Regions from separate parts of the Mus musculus genome. Here regions 1, 3, 4 and 5 are each linked to region 2. The links are chromatin contacts, called in public Hi-C, HiChIP or PLAC-seq and promoter capture Hi-C maps. All regions are on one chromosome and are shown on one strand. The core of a region is the stretch at or near the end of the contact, and the rest is flanking DNA. Distances in the headings are between cores, read along the strand shown.

The links. Promoter capture Hi-C pulls out the DNA fragments that hold promoters and counts their contacts. A called contact is a pair of places that touch in the nucleus more often than the background predicts. HiChIP or PLAC-seq counts read pairs in DNA pulled down with a chosen protein or histone mark.
Region 1: a promoter capture Hi-C map of frontonasal cranial neural crest shows a contact between it and region 2, with 2.7 times the contacts expected there. The contact joins the enhancer-like site here to the promoter of Ets2 in region 2. A contact is called at or near these places in 2 of 39 promoter capture datasets (cranial neural crest and frontonasal cranial neural crest), 7 of 484 Hi-C or Micro-C datasets (the G1E-ER4 cell line, cerebral cortex, cortical neurons and 4 more) and 4 of 115 datasets of contacts at active chromatin or transcription factors (craniofacial prominence, embryonic forebrain, embryonic limb bud and 1 more).
Region 3: an H3K27ac HiChIP or PLAC-seq map of double positive thymocytes shows a contact between it and region 2, with 4 times the contacts expected there. The contact joins the enhancer-like site here to the promoter of Ets2 in region 2. A contact is called at or near these places in 12 of 39 promoter capture datasets (the 3T3-L1 cell line, 3T3-L1-derived adipocytes, the C10 cell line and 7 more), 1 of 15 datasets of contacts at CTCF or cohesin (CD8 T cells), 14 of 484 Hi-C or Micro-C datasets (CD4 T cells, CD8 T cells, the G1E-ER4 cell line and 6 more), 22 of 115 datasets of contacts at active chromatin or transcription factors (the HPC-7 cell line, bone marrow-derived macrophages, cardiomyocytes and 15 more) and 3 of 9 other capture datasets (adipose tissue, liver and pancreatic islet).
Region 4: a Hi-C map of cortical neurons shows a contact between it and region 2, with 2.0 times the contacts expected there. The contact joins the enhancer-like site here to the promoter of Ets2 in region 2. A contact is called at or near these places in 1 of 39 promoter capture datasets (neural stem cells), 5 of 484 Hi-C or Micro-C datasets (cortical neurons, embryonic stem cells, palatal mesenchyme and 1 more), 4 of 115 datasets of contacts at active chromatin or transcription factors (embryonic limb bud, embryonic stem cells, forebrain and 1 more) and 2 of 9 other capture datasets (liver and pancreatic islet).
Region 5: a contact with region 2 is called in a promoter capture Hi-C map of second pharyngeal arch cranial neural crest, with 3 times the contacts expected there. The contact joins the enhancer-like site here to the promoter of Ets2 in region 2. A contact is called at or near these places in 11 of 39 promoter capture datasets (3T3-L1-derived adipocytes, the C10 cell line, the HPC-7 cell line and 9 more), 1 of 15 datasets of contacts at CTCF or cohesin (CD8 T cells), 9 of 484 Hi-C or Micro-C datasets (CD4 T cells, CD8 T cells, the G1E-ER4 cell line and 3 more), 35 of 115 datasets of contacts at active chromatin or transcription factors (the HPC-7 cell line, T-cell acute lymphoblastic leukemia, bone marrow-derived macrophages and 24 more) and 3 of 9 other capture datasets (adipose tissue, liver and pancreatic islet).

Annotation. Positions count from the first base shown.
Region 1 is chr16:95,489,342-95,492,089 of GRCm38.p6, reverse strand. All of the region lies in intron 2 of Erg (ETS transcription factor), which reads left to right. Among named protein-coding and RNA genes, the nearest start is that of Erg, 40 kb to the left of the region's middle. Within about 2 kb of position 1,484, at least 4 of the 459 cell types and tissues checked have an H3K27ac peak or open chromatin away from gene starts, as enhancers often do.
Region 2 is chr16:95,701,049-95,703,748 of GRCm38.p6, reverse strand. Ets2 (E26 avian leukemia oncogene 2, 3' domain) reads right to left here and starts at 1,342. Exons shown (of 10, transcript NM_011809.3): 1 at 1,105-1,342.
Region 3 is chr16:95,892,159-95,895,075 of GRCm38.p6, reverse strand. The region is part of intron 1 of 1600002D24Rik (RIKEN cDNA 1600002D24 gene); the gene reads left to right. Among named protein-coding and RNA genes, the nearest start is that of Gm41508, 28 kb to the left of the region's middle. Within about 2 kb of position 1,450, at least 63 of the 459 cell types and tissues checked have an H3K27ac peak or open chromatin away from gene starts, as enhancers often do. A contact at or near this core is called in CD8 T cells, the G1E-ER4 cell line, centroblasts and 5 more, where this site is marked.
Region 4 is chr16:95,571,863-95,574,567 of GRCm38.p6, reverse strand. It overlaps a transcript of Erg not described here. Among named protein-coding and RNA genes, the nearest start is that of Erg, 43 kb to the right of the region's middle. Within about 2 kb of position 1,332, at least 34 of the 459 cell types and tissues checked have an H3K27ac peak or open chromatin away from gene starts, as enhancers often do. A contact at or near this core is called in cortical neurons and uterus, where this site is marked.
Region 5 is chr16:95,916,322-95,919,105 of GRCm38.p6, reverse strand. The region is part of intron 1 of 1600002D24Rik (RIKEN cDNA 1600002D24 gene); the gene reads left to right. Among named protein-coding and RNA genes, the nearest start is that of Gm41508, 3.7 kb to the left of the region's middle. Within about 2 kb of position 1,300, at least 14 of the 459 cell types and tissues checked have an H3K27ac peak or open chromatin away from gene starts, as enhancers often do. A contact at or near this core is called in second pharyngeal arch cranial neural crest, where this site is marked.

The sequences.
Region 1 (2,748 bases), core at 235-2,734, 210 kb after region 2:
TTTTGTTTTTGTTTTTGTTTTTTGTTTTTTGTTTTTTGTTTTTGTTTTTTTACAAAGTAAGCTTGACTCTCAACCTCCGAGGTTACTTTTCAAAGGTGGAGAGAGAAGCACCCAGATCCATTTCTCCCTGACTGAACTCAGTACCTTTGATTGTTAATGTTCTTACATGCAGCATGCAGACTAGCCTGGCGTGTGTGTGTGTGTGTGTGTGTGTGTGTGTGTGTGTGTGTGTGTGTGTAGAAGCCAGAAATTAGCACCATCGAATCTCAACGCCATTTATCATGTCAAACACTCCCTGTGCCCGATTATCACTGCTTGTCCGTCTGAGCCTGTGAATAATGGGAAGCTGACATATTGTAGATCTCCTGGTCAACTTCTGACCTCCTGGAGAGCTACGAGGAAAATGCTGAGTGTGAGCACTTACACACCAGCACAACCAGCTAAGTGTGAACACTTACACCAGCACAGTGAGGCTTTGTGTGAAGAGCAAGAGCGAGGTCACTTGATAATAACAATTCTTATTTATCTAGGTTCCTTTTTTTGAGGTGAACTGAATTATCAGATAGTTGTTTTTGTGGAAAGACAGGCTTTGTACTGCTCTCTCCCCAGGCTCTGGTTAGCATGCTGGGTGCTGTCTGCGTGTCTCTCGAGGAGCACAGAGTCTCAGTGGGTAATTGGAAACATGGGCTGTCCCGAGGTCTCTCAGCTGTAGAGCTGCACAAACATTTCCGAATCTCTGTTCATTCCTGCTATGTCCCTGTGCTCTGTTTTTTTTTTCTTCTTTAAATTGAATTCAAATCAGATTTATAAACAAGACCACAAGAACACGACTTTTAATCTCTTGAGATTTGCTTGTCCCTGTTCTCCATAGAAAAGAGCCATTTCTTCAGTGGATCTAATTCAGATTTATTACACAATTAACACTTACATTTCCAAAGTGAGTTAGTATTAAATGAAACTTTCTGGAGCTGTGGATGTGGCTCAGTTGCTTGAGAGCTTGCAGAGCACATAGAAATTCCTAGGTTCGATTGCTAGCACTGCCCCAACCATACATGGTGGCATGTGCCTGTAATCCCAGAACCTGGGAGGTGGATGTAGAAGAATTAGGGATTCAAGGCCATCCTTGTCTACTTGTGAGTTCAGGGCCAGCCTCTACTATAGGCAACGCTATCTCAAGTAAAACACATAAAAAGTTTTCCTGCCACTGAGGATTTGTGTGTTCCAGTAGAGTCATTCAGAGGTTACGTTGAACACATCTGGAAGTTGGAGTCCTTTTATACATAGAACCTTCTCCCAAATATCAGAGAGCAATCAAGCTTTGCTTTAAGCAATGATTTTGGTCTTCCTCATGATCCCACTGGGTAAGTGTGGGGGTTATCCTGGGAAGATATGTGGCCACATGTGAGCTGTTGTCACGTGTGTATCTTACCTAGCAAAGGCATCATGTTGCCCCTTGTATTAGAGCTGTTTCTGATTATCTCCACTGGGGGAGGGGCACGGAGAATGATGGCGTCTTACTCCTCTTCTGGTATGGACTCGGCACCAGTGGTCACCAGATGTGTGAGGACCAGCACTTCCTTTCCTGATGGCCCTAGCTGTGAGCGACCTGTGTTCAGAAACTCTGTCTCTGCTTGTCTTTGTTGGAGAGAGACAAAAGCTGAGCCCATCTTCTGCTTCCACCACAGTTATAGAAAGTCTTGGCCAGGCAGGGCTATAATCCCAGCACTTGGGGGATGAGGCAAGAGGACCACAAGCTCAAAGCCAGCCTAGGCTGCAGAGCAGGACTGTCTTAAAAGACTGCATTCTGGCCATTCTTTCATGGGCTTGTTCCCACGGCCAGTCACTTTTTAAAAAACTAAAGATGTTTTTTGAGAATTTCAACATTAGTGCAGTGTTTACATCATTTCAACTCCGTTTTGTTTCCTCTAACTCCTCCCATGTCCTCCTACTCTGACTCAAATTCATAACCTCTTGTTCTTTAATTATTGTTATGCACACATTGAGAGGGAGGGAGAGAAGAGAGAGACATGCAGTGAGAGAGACAGAGATGGAAACGGAGAGACAGAGAGAGACAGACATACACACAAACACAGAGACAGAGAGAGACAGAGTCACATGCACAGAGACAGAGATAGAGTGAGACAGAGCCACACATACACAGAGACAGAGACAGAGCTACACACAGAGAGACAGAGAGAGACAGAGCCACAGAGAGAGACAGAGAACCACAGAGCCACAGAAAGAGACAGACAGATAGACACATACTTAGACAGACAGACAGACAGACAGACAGACAGACAGACAGTGCCTACTGACTCCATTGGTATATTGCTCATGTGTTTAGGGACGGGAAAAGCTGTCTGGAGGCTTCTCCCTGGAGACTGCCGAGTCTCCCTCTCATCATCAAGTATCACCTAAAACAATGTTATCATTTCCACTAAGGAGGACAAGAAGACAACGACTGAAACCAAACAGCAAGCAGTGTGTTTAAGCACAATGGCGTAGGTGTACGGAGTTTCTGAAGCTGTGATCCCCACTGGAGCTCAGGAGTCCACGGCTGCCCTCTCTGCTGTTTTCCTGAGTGAGAGAGAGAGGCTTTCCTGAAAACGTCACTGGATTTGTGTGTTACTATATGAATGCTTGTCCAGGACACCAGGGTAATGGCTCAGTCAGTACAGCGGCTGCTCTGCTGCCACAGTGGCCTGATTTCACCCCAGGATCCACATGAAAGAGCAGAGCATCACTGTG
Region 2 (2,700 bases), core at 93-2,592:
CAAGAAATGGGAGAAAATGGCAGAAATGTAGTAACTGGGAATAGTTAGGTTTTTAAACAAGAATTTCATGGATAACTGTATCCTTAGTGGAACAGGTAATCACTTATATAAGAGAGCATGAGTTTGTATTTAGATAAATTTAGGTTAAAAAAATAAAATAAAAGGACAAAACCCTTTGAAGGTTGGTTTGCCTTTTGCTTAGCAATCAGTTTAGAGAAATGAATGACTAATTCCATATATGAGAGTTTGGCTATTTCCCTGTGGGATGCACGGTGTTCACATTAACTGCACTGCGAGATTACTCAGATTTTAATAAAAGCTTAACACTGAGATGTATCTCCGGATTGGCGGTGGTGTAGGCAGGCAGATACCGACAGGAGCTTCCACAGCGGGAGCAAGTCTCTCAACTGGCGAATTAAATGACTCCTCTCTCCAACCAGGACTGCTCACCGCTTTACTTTCTAAATAAGTAGCGAGTCAACTACTATTTTAGGCTCCCCTGAAATTGAGTGCAGGCTAGTACAAGTCTTATGAGATTAAATAGTAAATTAGAAAAAAAAAAAAGTCAAATACGCAAACGCTTCAGGTTACCCCTTCATTCATATGCTTTAAGGAGAAAATAAAAGCAGAGCAGCCACCAGCACCCCTACTTGGACCGTATCCCGTACTGGCTTCCCAGGGCCCAGGGGAGCCCAGACCTGGCCAAGCAGGTGACACGTTCCCGGGAGCCGCAACTTCCCAGGTGTTCCATGATCCGGACACCCCCACATCCTTCCAGGCCTAGCGCCTCCCCAACTCAAGTCACCCCGAACCTGGGGCTACCTCGGCCACCTCTCCAGGTGCCTCAAGCCCTCTCGAGAAACGCAGTCGCGCACCCCGGGCAGGAACCGCACGGGGCGACCACTGGCTTCCCCAAAACAAAAGCGGTCTGCCCGCGCCCTGCCCGATGCCTGGGTCCCCCTCCGAGGCCACTGGGTGCCTAGGAACCAGCCGGAGCGGCTCTGGGGCGCGCGATGGCCCGGCGGGATCAGGGGCCGCCCGCACTACACCCCACCCCGGGCGGAGTCTCTGCTGAGGACCATCGCGCACAGGGGCCGCTCTTACCGCGCCGCAGCAGGCAGGGCCAGCCGGAGGGCGGCGGGGAGAGGAGATCGCGGCGGTCCCGGCGCGCAAGGCCGGGCGAGACGAGGCCGTAGGGCCGATCCGGGCGCGCGGGGCCGGGGAAGGTGGCGGGGACTGACGGGCCTCAGTGGTGTCCACTCTGTGCTCAACGCCGCGGTGAAGGAAGTAACCAGCCCGATCTCCTAGCCGCGCGCTCTTCTGGAGCTGGGGGAGGGCCGGAGGGAACCGGGGGAGGGGACAGCAGGGGTGACGGAGAGAGCGCGGAGGAGGAGCGAGCGCGAGGCCGGCGTGGGAGGAGAGCGCGCTCTGGCAGCGGCGGATCCACGCTGCTCCCGGGCCCTTCTCTGCGACCCTGCAGCTCGCTGTCGCCTGCCTGCTGGCCCCTGCTCCTGGAGCCCGGTTCGGGCGTTATGCCCAGGAGGTCCAGCTAGAAAGGCAGGGCCGTATCCGCCCGCGTTAGGCTGTCTGCAGGTCCGAGCTGGGGGCCCTGTTGGCACTTGGGTTGGGTGGTTAGGCTTCTGCGGTGGAGCCTGCCCTGTGCTTGGAGCTACGTGTGGGTCCTGATTTCTGGTCCTTCGTCGTGAAAGACTCATACGTGGGGTTAGGGAGTCGCAAAGTGGGCGGGTGGCGGAGTCGCGAGTGGAAGAGCAGAACGTGGCGCAGCCGCTTGCCTCTGGAGAGGCCCCTCCTACTGCCTCGGTGCGGATGGCGCCCCCTAGGGCTGAGCCGAGTCTCAGCGCCGACTTGGCCGAGCACTTAGGCGCCATCTATTATTAGTCTTAGTAAATCCTTCAAGGCTACTACTGTGTTCTACTTAACATGGTCTACGAGGTCAACTACATGTCAAGTCCAGCGTGACTCTCCCAAACTCATGGTCAAAACACAAGCCAAAGAGTGGTTTCCTTTTTGGTCAGAAGGCGTTGAGTCCATGGTTGGAAACCTGTGGGATTCATCCGTAGGCACAGGTGTACGTTGAATATTATTTCGTTCCTTCTCAAGTTTAGGTTGTTACCAGAGATGGCATATGAAATTGCAAATGGCAAGCTCAGGCAAGGCCACGGGACTGACGATTGGTACATTACAAGGACAGCCTTGCCGGGAAGGGAGTGGAAGACCCCAGCTTCTCTGGTACCGCAGGGTTCCTGGTTTCCATGGCAACTCCCCATCTGAAATTATTGCCAATCAAGATACTATTACACCTGATACTTCTCTCCAGTGTATCACCTTTGCAGGAGTCAAGGCCTAATCCACTAAGCTAAAACAGCTAGGTCCAGAGGGAATTGATATTTCCTCATGGCTTCTCAGTGTGTATTCAGGTCCAGACCAGAGAACCCAGGTCAAGGAGGAACTCCATAAATAGAAGAAAGAGTCCCTGTCCCGTTACCATGGAGACACGGAACAGCATATGCTAACTTAAAAAAAAAAAAAACATAGCAGAAGGTACTGACTTGTCTGAAGGAGTGTGTCCGTTGGCCCTATCTCCCTGCAAGTATTTTCACGCCTTGACCACGTATCTGAGAAGCTTGGTACACACAGTGATCTCTTGAAGTTCAGATACCCAAAACAGGACTGTTTCCT
Region 3 (2,917 bases), core at 201-2,700, 190 kb before region 2:
CTCTTTGGTTGGTGGTCCAGTCCCTGGGAGCTCTTGGGGGGGGGGTCTGGCCTGTTGACACTGTTGCTCCTTCCATGGGGCTGCAAACCCCCTCAGCTCCTTCAGTCCCTTCTCCATCAGGGACCTCCGAGCTTAGTCCAATGGTTGGTTTCGAGCTTCTGCCTCTATATTTGTTAAGTTCTGGCAGAGCCTCTCAGGAGACTGCCATATCAGGCTTCCATCAGCAAACACTTCCTGGCATCAACTATAACTTTCGGGTTTGGTGGCTGTGCATGGGATGGACCCCCAGGTGGGGCAGTCTCTGGGTGGCCTTTCCTTCAGTCTCTGCTCCACACTTTGTCTCCATATTTCCTCCTGTGAGTATTTTGTTTACCCTTCTAAAAAGCACTGAAACACCCACATTTTGACCTTCCTTCTTGCTAGGCTTCATATGGTCTGTGAATTGAATCTTGGGTATTCCGAACTTTTGGGCTAAGATCCACTTATCAGTAAGTACATATCCTATTTGTTCCTTTGTGACTGAGTCACCTCACTCAGGATTGTCCTCTTTTCTCCTTCATGTTCACTGTCCAATGGCACCTGGAACTCAGTGGGAGAGAAACTGAGTTGCAGACAAGACTTCAAAAGTGAAGGTGGTAAATTTCTAGAAGCAACTATGGGAGGAGAGTGTTGAGGCAGCATCGAGAAGGGAGGGAGGGCAGGAAAAATAAATATGAAATTGGAAATAGGTATCTTCAGAGCTGGAAGTCAAGGGATGACTGTGAAATGCCTTGAAGTAAAGCAGACACCCTGCGGCCTGAAGGGGGGGGGGGATGGGCAGAAGTCAGGTTGCAGAAGGGAAGTTCTCCCCGAGGGTTTCCCACAAATACTGGCCTCAGAAGGGATGCATGGTCCATAAACACACAGATGTGGTTCACCTCCCCTCTGTCACAGAAGAACAAAGTGCTGTGCTGCTACACACCTCCTCACACTCCCTGGGTAGTGTTTCTATTGTCTTAGGGTAGTGTTAACTGTCAACAGGACAGAATCTAGAATTGACTGGGGGACAGGCCTCTGGCCATGCCTTGGGGATTATCTTAATGAAGTTAATATCTTGAATGTGGGCAGGATCTTCCCTGGGCTGGGGATCCTAGTCTGTGTAAATAGAGAAAGAGCAATGCTCTTTGCAATTTGAGCAGCTGTATTAAGCAACACCTGCCTGGACTTCCTCATCTCAATCTACTGTACCTTGAGCTGTGAGCTGAAGTAGACCTTACGTTGCTTCTGTTAGGTATGTTATTGAAGCAACAGGAAACGAAACTAAGACATTTAAGTTGTAGAGTCAAAGGGCAGATGGCATTTTCCCATAGTGTGACGTCCTGTGCTGTCTCATCCTTTGTACACATGTGTAGTGTGGCATCCTGTGCTGTCTCATCCTTTGTACACATGTGTAGTGTGGCATCCTGTGCTGTCTCATCCTTTGCACACATGGAGAGTGTGACATCCTGTGCTGTGTCACCCTTTGCACATGTGCACAGTGTGACATCCTGCGCTGTGTCATCCTTTGCACATGTGCACAGTGTGACATCCTGAACTGTGTCATCCTTTGCACATGTGTAGAGTGTGATGCCCTGTGTTGTTTCATACTTTGAACATGTGTACATGTTTCCTTTCATGTGGCTCCTGGTTGAGACACCGCTGGAGGTTTTGCACATGTATCTGTGTACATACGGGTTCACGTCACACATCTTGGAAGTTGCAGATACGTGTCCAGTGGCTTTGGGGACCAAGCAGTCACCACTCTCTCTGGGACTCTGAGAACCAGTGAGGAGTGTTTGGATTCTAGTCATCAGCATGGGCTTCTGAGCTGACCAGAGGTCTCCATGAAGGGCGCTTCCAGGCACTCTGTGTAGACGTGTTCTCTGGCACCATCCGGACTCGCCCATCAGGGGCCTCTCAATCACTTGTCAGTCATATTTGTTAGGCTGTGTGGATTTGTTATGGTTTGTATTTCTGTAGTATGTAATCATCACAATTTAATAAAAGGCAATCACTTATGGGTGCCGGCAGATGGTGAAGGCCCATGGAGGTGCCAGAGAAAGAAGGAAATTTACAGATCACCCCACAGCATTCTTGTCTTTAAAGCCTTTTCCCATTCCTCCTGCAAAGTCCTCAGGCATATTCGTGTGCCGTGTGTGTGTGTGTGTGTGTGTGTGTGTGTGTGTGTGTGTGTGTGCCTTGCCGATATGAGCCTTTGAAGTAATCTTTCTCCAGGGAGTTTCTGTGATGCGACTCTCTATGACAACCCTGAAGACACACTGAAGTATTCTCTTTAGGAAAAAAAAAACCAAAACAATAATAATAAAAAAAAATTACTGGAAGCCTGTGGAGAAAACTGCCAAGGTAATTAACATGTTCCTGCGTAGTGGATCAGTCACTTCTGGCACAGAAATTCTAGTCATGCTGGAAAGTGTCATTGTCTTGAGTAGCTTTGATGAGAAATCCCTCCATGTCCTCCTTTTTAACTCCTGGGGCAGGAGTTTCTTGGAAAAACTAGAGTTGTCTGGTTTCCCCTGGGGAGGGGAGCAGAATAATTTTATTCTTGGCAGCCTGTGATTTTTGTCAGATTCTCTTGTGGGAAGCTTTGGAGTAGATGGCGACCAGACTGATACACAGTCTTGTGGCTCGCATGTGGGACATTCCAGAAGGTTCTCCTGGGTGGGCTGGACCATGGGGGTTGCCTTATTTCTCAGAGAAACGGCTTCAATGTGGACTTGCTCTTCTGAGGATGTGGATGAGCTTGGATGGGGTGGCCAGCATCTCCTTCAGAGATCTGTGGTCATGTCAGTGTGGCTTTGTGCCCCAGGTAGGGCTTCAGGGTGCTGACTGACACCTCAAATTCTCCATGGGACTCGCGTCTCTGGCTGGCCCTGACTAC
Region 4 (2,705 bases), core at 83-2,582, 130 kb after region 2:
CGAGGGTCAGAGTTGGATTTTTCTGTCAAAGGAACGTTTGTTCCCAGTCTCTGTACTGGCAAATAAAAATAAGAATCCTGGGTCAAAGAAGTGAGGTGGGCTCTGAGGTTCTTAGTAAGAGTATCTTATCTCATGTACTTGAGAAGAATGGAAATATGTCTTCCATGTTTTGTATTCCCTGTGCCACCCCCCACGTCTTCTCCCAGCTTCTCTCCCATCTCCCCCGCCCCAGCTTCTTCTTCCTTTCCCTCTTTGGTTTTATCTCTACTGCTTGATGCCCTAGACAATGCGCAGTTGCCTTTGTATTTCCAAAAGACTCCATAAATACACAAAATCAAGGTCTATGGAGATGGCTCAGTTAGTAAAGGGCTTGCCAAGCAAGCACGACCAACCAAATTTGGATTCTCATCACCCCTGTAAAAATCCAGGGCCAGAGGTTTGTGTCTGTAACACATATATACACAGGCATGCACATACTCAGGTACACACAAATGAACAGATGCACATACAACATGCACACATACACACACATACACACGAATACACTCAGGCACACATATGCACACACACAAATATACTCAGGTACACATATGCACACATACACACACACATAAATACACTCAGGCACACACATGCACGCACACACACACATGCACACGTACACACAGGCATGCACATACTCGGGCACACACAAATGAACAGATGCCCATACAACAGGCACAGTCAATAGCCATGCACTTCTCAGGGTGAAGGGTGACAGGACATTTTTCAAAGCGCAAGATCAGATGGCCCACGTTGTGAAAGACTGGTCCCTAAGACAGAGGCTAGCTCTTCTCATGCTACTAAGCCACGTGTGGGCTGCCTTTATTTCCTGCTCACCCTGGACATCCACACGCAAGTCGTGTGGCTCGGATGCCTTTCTGCAGCTGGATCACATTGACTGATATTTGCCCTCCAGTAAAAATGGAAATAGGCTAGAAAACAAACAACAATGCAGAGACATGCCGAGTGAGCGAGCTTCCACCAAAAACCAATCCGAAGAGAAAAACACTTGGGCCGGCGTCAAGGGAAACAGAGCCACGCCAGCACAAATTCCTATGAAAATGACTGCAGAGTAGTATTTTCATGAAAAGGCAGCTGACTCAGAGATGGAGGGAGGGCAGGCTCTGTGCAATGAGGGGAGTGGAATAACCACCCACGCCCTGGAGCTGACAGGATCGCTTAAGTGCAGTTACTAGAAATGACCCAAGCACCCAAAATAGCGAAGCGCGGGAGGGAGAGCCAGGTCCTCATGAAGGGAGAGTGTGTTTGAGAAACCAGGGCAGAGGCGTTAAGAGTCAGACTTTGTGTTCAGGCTTCTCCTCGTCACTGGCAGGGCTAACAATCTTGTGCTCCTCTGAAGGCCAGCCCCGTAGGAAAGAGCCTCCTACCTGCTAGAAGATGCAACGATACATGTTACCGTGGACACAGAGGCCTGAGCATTTTACCAAAAATGATTGTGTACAGCCCTGGCTATTGTGTTATATTTCCTGGTAATGTTAAAAATCTTATAATCTGAAAACACCAAGTCTGACCTTTTAAAGTTGCTGTGAAGCCACAAGTGGAAAATCCCACAGCTGACCTCCTGTGTTGGGTCACACTCAGAAAATGCGTGTTAAAAATCATGGTGCAGAATTACCTTTGGGTACTGAGGAGATGGCTCAGTTGGTAAAGGTACAAAGACCTGTTTCAGCTCTCTAGAACTCATGTAAAATGTCAGATGTACCAGCGTGCACCTGTAATCCTGTGCTGGAGAGATGGAAACAGGGTATCCCTGGGCTTGCTGGCTGGCCAGCTGCGTCAGTGTGTTCAGACTCAGTGAGGGATGAGAGAGTGATTAGGGAAGATAGATAGCTCTGGCTTCTACATGCATGCACACGCGCACACATACACACACACACACACACACACACATGGGCACACACATGCATATACACATGTTGTACACACACGCAGGTACACATGCATGCACACATGAACACATACACAGACATACAGACACTCGCACACACACAATGCACACACATGTACACACCCATCCTTAAACATGTGCACACACATGTGCATGCATGCATGAAAACACACACATGCTCACACATATGCATGCACACGTGATCGCACATACACAAACACACACCCATTTACACAGGCACCACGCACACACACATACACATATACATACCCACACTTAAACATGTGCACATCCATATGTGCATGCACTCAGAAATACACATGACACACAGACACATGCACGCACATGCACACATGCGTGCATATGTTTTTACTATTTGTGTGTAGCTTGAAGACTGGTCTCACCAGAAGACCCACACTTGCCTACTATTATAAATCAGAGTAGCAGGAAACAGTATGCTCCTGGCTGTAGCATGTACCAGGTTGACAGGGTCATGCTCTCTGCTCTCTGAAGTTATGTGTCTTCTCTTGCTGCAGATGAGGTTCACAAGGTGCAAGTGGCTCTCTGGGCTTGTCCAGAAAGATGGTTTCACCTTCCTAGTCTAGGTTTTAGTCTCCAAACTAGCAATTAAACCATCCCATAAATCCTCCATGCAAGGTAGTAAAACCTAATTTTAGATTTCCTGTGTGCCGCAGTGTCCTGTCTGATTGCTACCAGTTGGCCAGAAGCCGGACATGAGAAGCAGGCGGCTCAC
Region 5 (2,784 bases), core at 51-2,550, 220 kb before region 2:
GCTTGAGTTCCTGCTTTGGATTCCCTCAGTGGACTGAGACCCTGGATATGGAAGCTGATGCTTTTCGTCATGGCATTTCACCACCGCAGTAGTAACCCTCGCTAAGACACCGATTTTAGCTGCAGTCAGCTCCGCGCTCGGAGACTCAGCCTGTTGGCAGCATTTTCAGTCCCTACCACCCGACTTCCAAGAGAATGGAGATGGTAGCAGAGGTCTGATGACATACAGTTTTCTTGGTTCTTGCTCATCCGTCATGCATAGCACCAGGCTCATGCAAGTCGTGACTCAGTCTTGCCACCCACACAGGCCCCACCTGCTCAGGAGATTGAAGGAAACAGAGGACTTGCAACACGGACTCTGCAGCGTAGACAGACCTAGCATCCTAAGGAAAATACCTCAGCTCCCAGCCCTGCAATACTGTGCTGGTCATTCCCAGGAACTAGAGAGAGATTTAGGAGGCCAGACGACAGGGAAAGGGAGATAAGTTTTTACTTCAAGGTCCCTTTGGATACATTCATGTCTGGAGGACACAGCGGGATATCCTGAGTCAGCCAGAAAGTGACGGCTGTGTGCTTTCTGCCCCTCATGCGGCCTCTTGATCTTGGATGCACCCACTCAACTATCACAGAGACTCGTGGAGTTCATTTTAGGTTCTATAGGACATATAAGCACCCCCAGGGGCATCTAAAGCTGGCTCGCTCCGGGAGGATTACCAGCTCAGGCCACCAGTCTAGCTTTCCTCCATCTTGGAGAAGACAGCTAAATTCGGTCTCCCTGGGCGTTATTTTGGAAGGGACCAAGTGAGGCAGGACTCTCAGGCCAGCGGTGGGCGGGTCAGGCCATGGCCCCTTGCTGATCCTCCATGACGATGGGCCTACAGCCAATCAGCATAGGGCCTCACAGGCGCCCCCCCCCCCTTCACCCTGAGCCAGAATGCCTGGGCAGAGGCGGGACTGTGGAAGGCGGGGAATGCCTAGGTAGGGCTGCTAGGCCACACGCCCTGGAATTTAACAGCTTGGGGAGTTGTCCTGCTCTCCAAAGATGGGAGCTACTCTGCCCAAGGCATTCATTTTCTTGAGTTTCTGCATTTCACTAAGGATGGCACAAGCTGGTCCACCCTGCAGCTAGGGCTTGAATGCTATTTGTACACTGCAATGTGAGATGAAGACGTGTTTATGACAGCCATCTCTGCTTGAAGGAAGGCGTGGAGTCTATGTTCAATGTAGTTATGACAAAGTGCGGATGTGAAGAACGGGAGCACCCAGCTCCCCTCACCCTCCAGGTGTCTGCCCTCACTTGCTTGAGTGGGTGAGCAGTTGCCTCCTGTGTGCCTGAGAGCAGAGCCTCTGGTGGAGACAGAGAGGGTGGGGGTGGGGGTGAGTTCCCTTCCTTTGGATATCAGAGCTCTAGAGTGTTTACAAATGTGTCAAATTAAAGACTCTAGGTTACAAAGGAAATCTATTACACCAGTATAGTTATCTAACCTGTGTATTAAAATAGTAAAATGTGTGTGTGTGCCAGGACAGGGTTTTCCCATGTAACTCGGGCTAGCCTGGAACTTATTATGCTCCTGCCTCAGCCTCCAGAACGCCGGGAGTTACAGGTCCACGGCATGCTTAGGCTACTGTTTCTCATAGTTGGTTTCATTTCAACCAGTGATGGAAGAGACGTGCCTGAGACTTGGGGAACAGATGTCTATTAACTCTCAGATACCTATCACCTATCTATGTCATAGTTGAGGTCTCAAGCATGTTATAGAGGCCTTGTGTTGGTGGTCACGGCCCAGCCTGGGGTGTTACCCGGAGGTTGTGTAACCTGGAGGTGGTGGAATCTTTAGCATACTGGGCCGAGTTGGGAGAAGTCAGGTGACTCAGGGCATGCCCAGATTCCTCTCTCTGTGTCCCGGGTGGTGTGTGATGCAGACAGGCCTGTTTAGAGAATTTTCTCCTTAGGGTGTGCAGGGTGACTAGGCAATACCATTCCCTGTTTTTAAAATCCCAGTGACAAACCAAGGTACAATCCCACCGAAGTCCCTTTATTGGTCTTATTTCCAACATGGGGCATGGTTTCTTGCAGGAACGTGTGTGATCTTAAAGCCAGCCGTCCTGGAAAGTCTGCACCCAGCTGGGAAGATTTCTTTCCCATAGTCACATAGATGGGCAGCCTTACATAGCCTGTGCATTCTTGTTCCCCCTCAGGCTGCCCCACTCCAGGCCATGTGGAATTAGGATGAAACTGCTTCCAGCTGCTCAGAAGGAGTTGTCAGACTCTCAGGTGAGGGCCCAGTTGCTCGCCCCACCCCTCCTCCAATGCTGAATATCAGCAGTCACAAGCACAGCAGACGAAGCTGCTTCTGGGAAGATGGTGGTTGTTTAGCTTGGAGGACAGTGCTTTGCAAGAAAGCCTCCCCCACCACACACTGCTGCCTCCTCGTATGGTCCTGACCCAGGCCCCAAGCATCAGAGCTGACCAACCGAAGCCTCTGAGGGTGTGAGTCAAAATAAGCCCTCCTTCTTTGTGAGCTGGGTATTTATATATTTTTCCAATAATACAATATCTGTCTGTCTATCTGTCTATGTATCTAGCTTCTATCTATCTTCAAAGATTTATCTAAGTAATATGTTTAATGCATGCTTACCCATGATATCTTATTCTAGTTCACATGTGTGCTTCTGTGCACACACATGCATGTGTGCACAGGTTGAATCCCTCATATCCACAGTGCTTGGGACCAGAGTGTTCTGAACTTTAGAGTTTGGTTTTGCAGTAATCATATAAAAAACA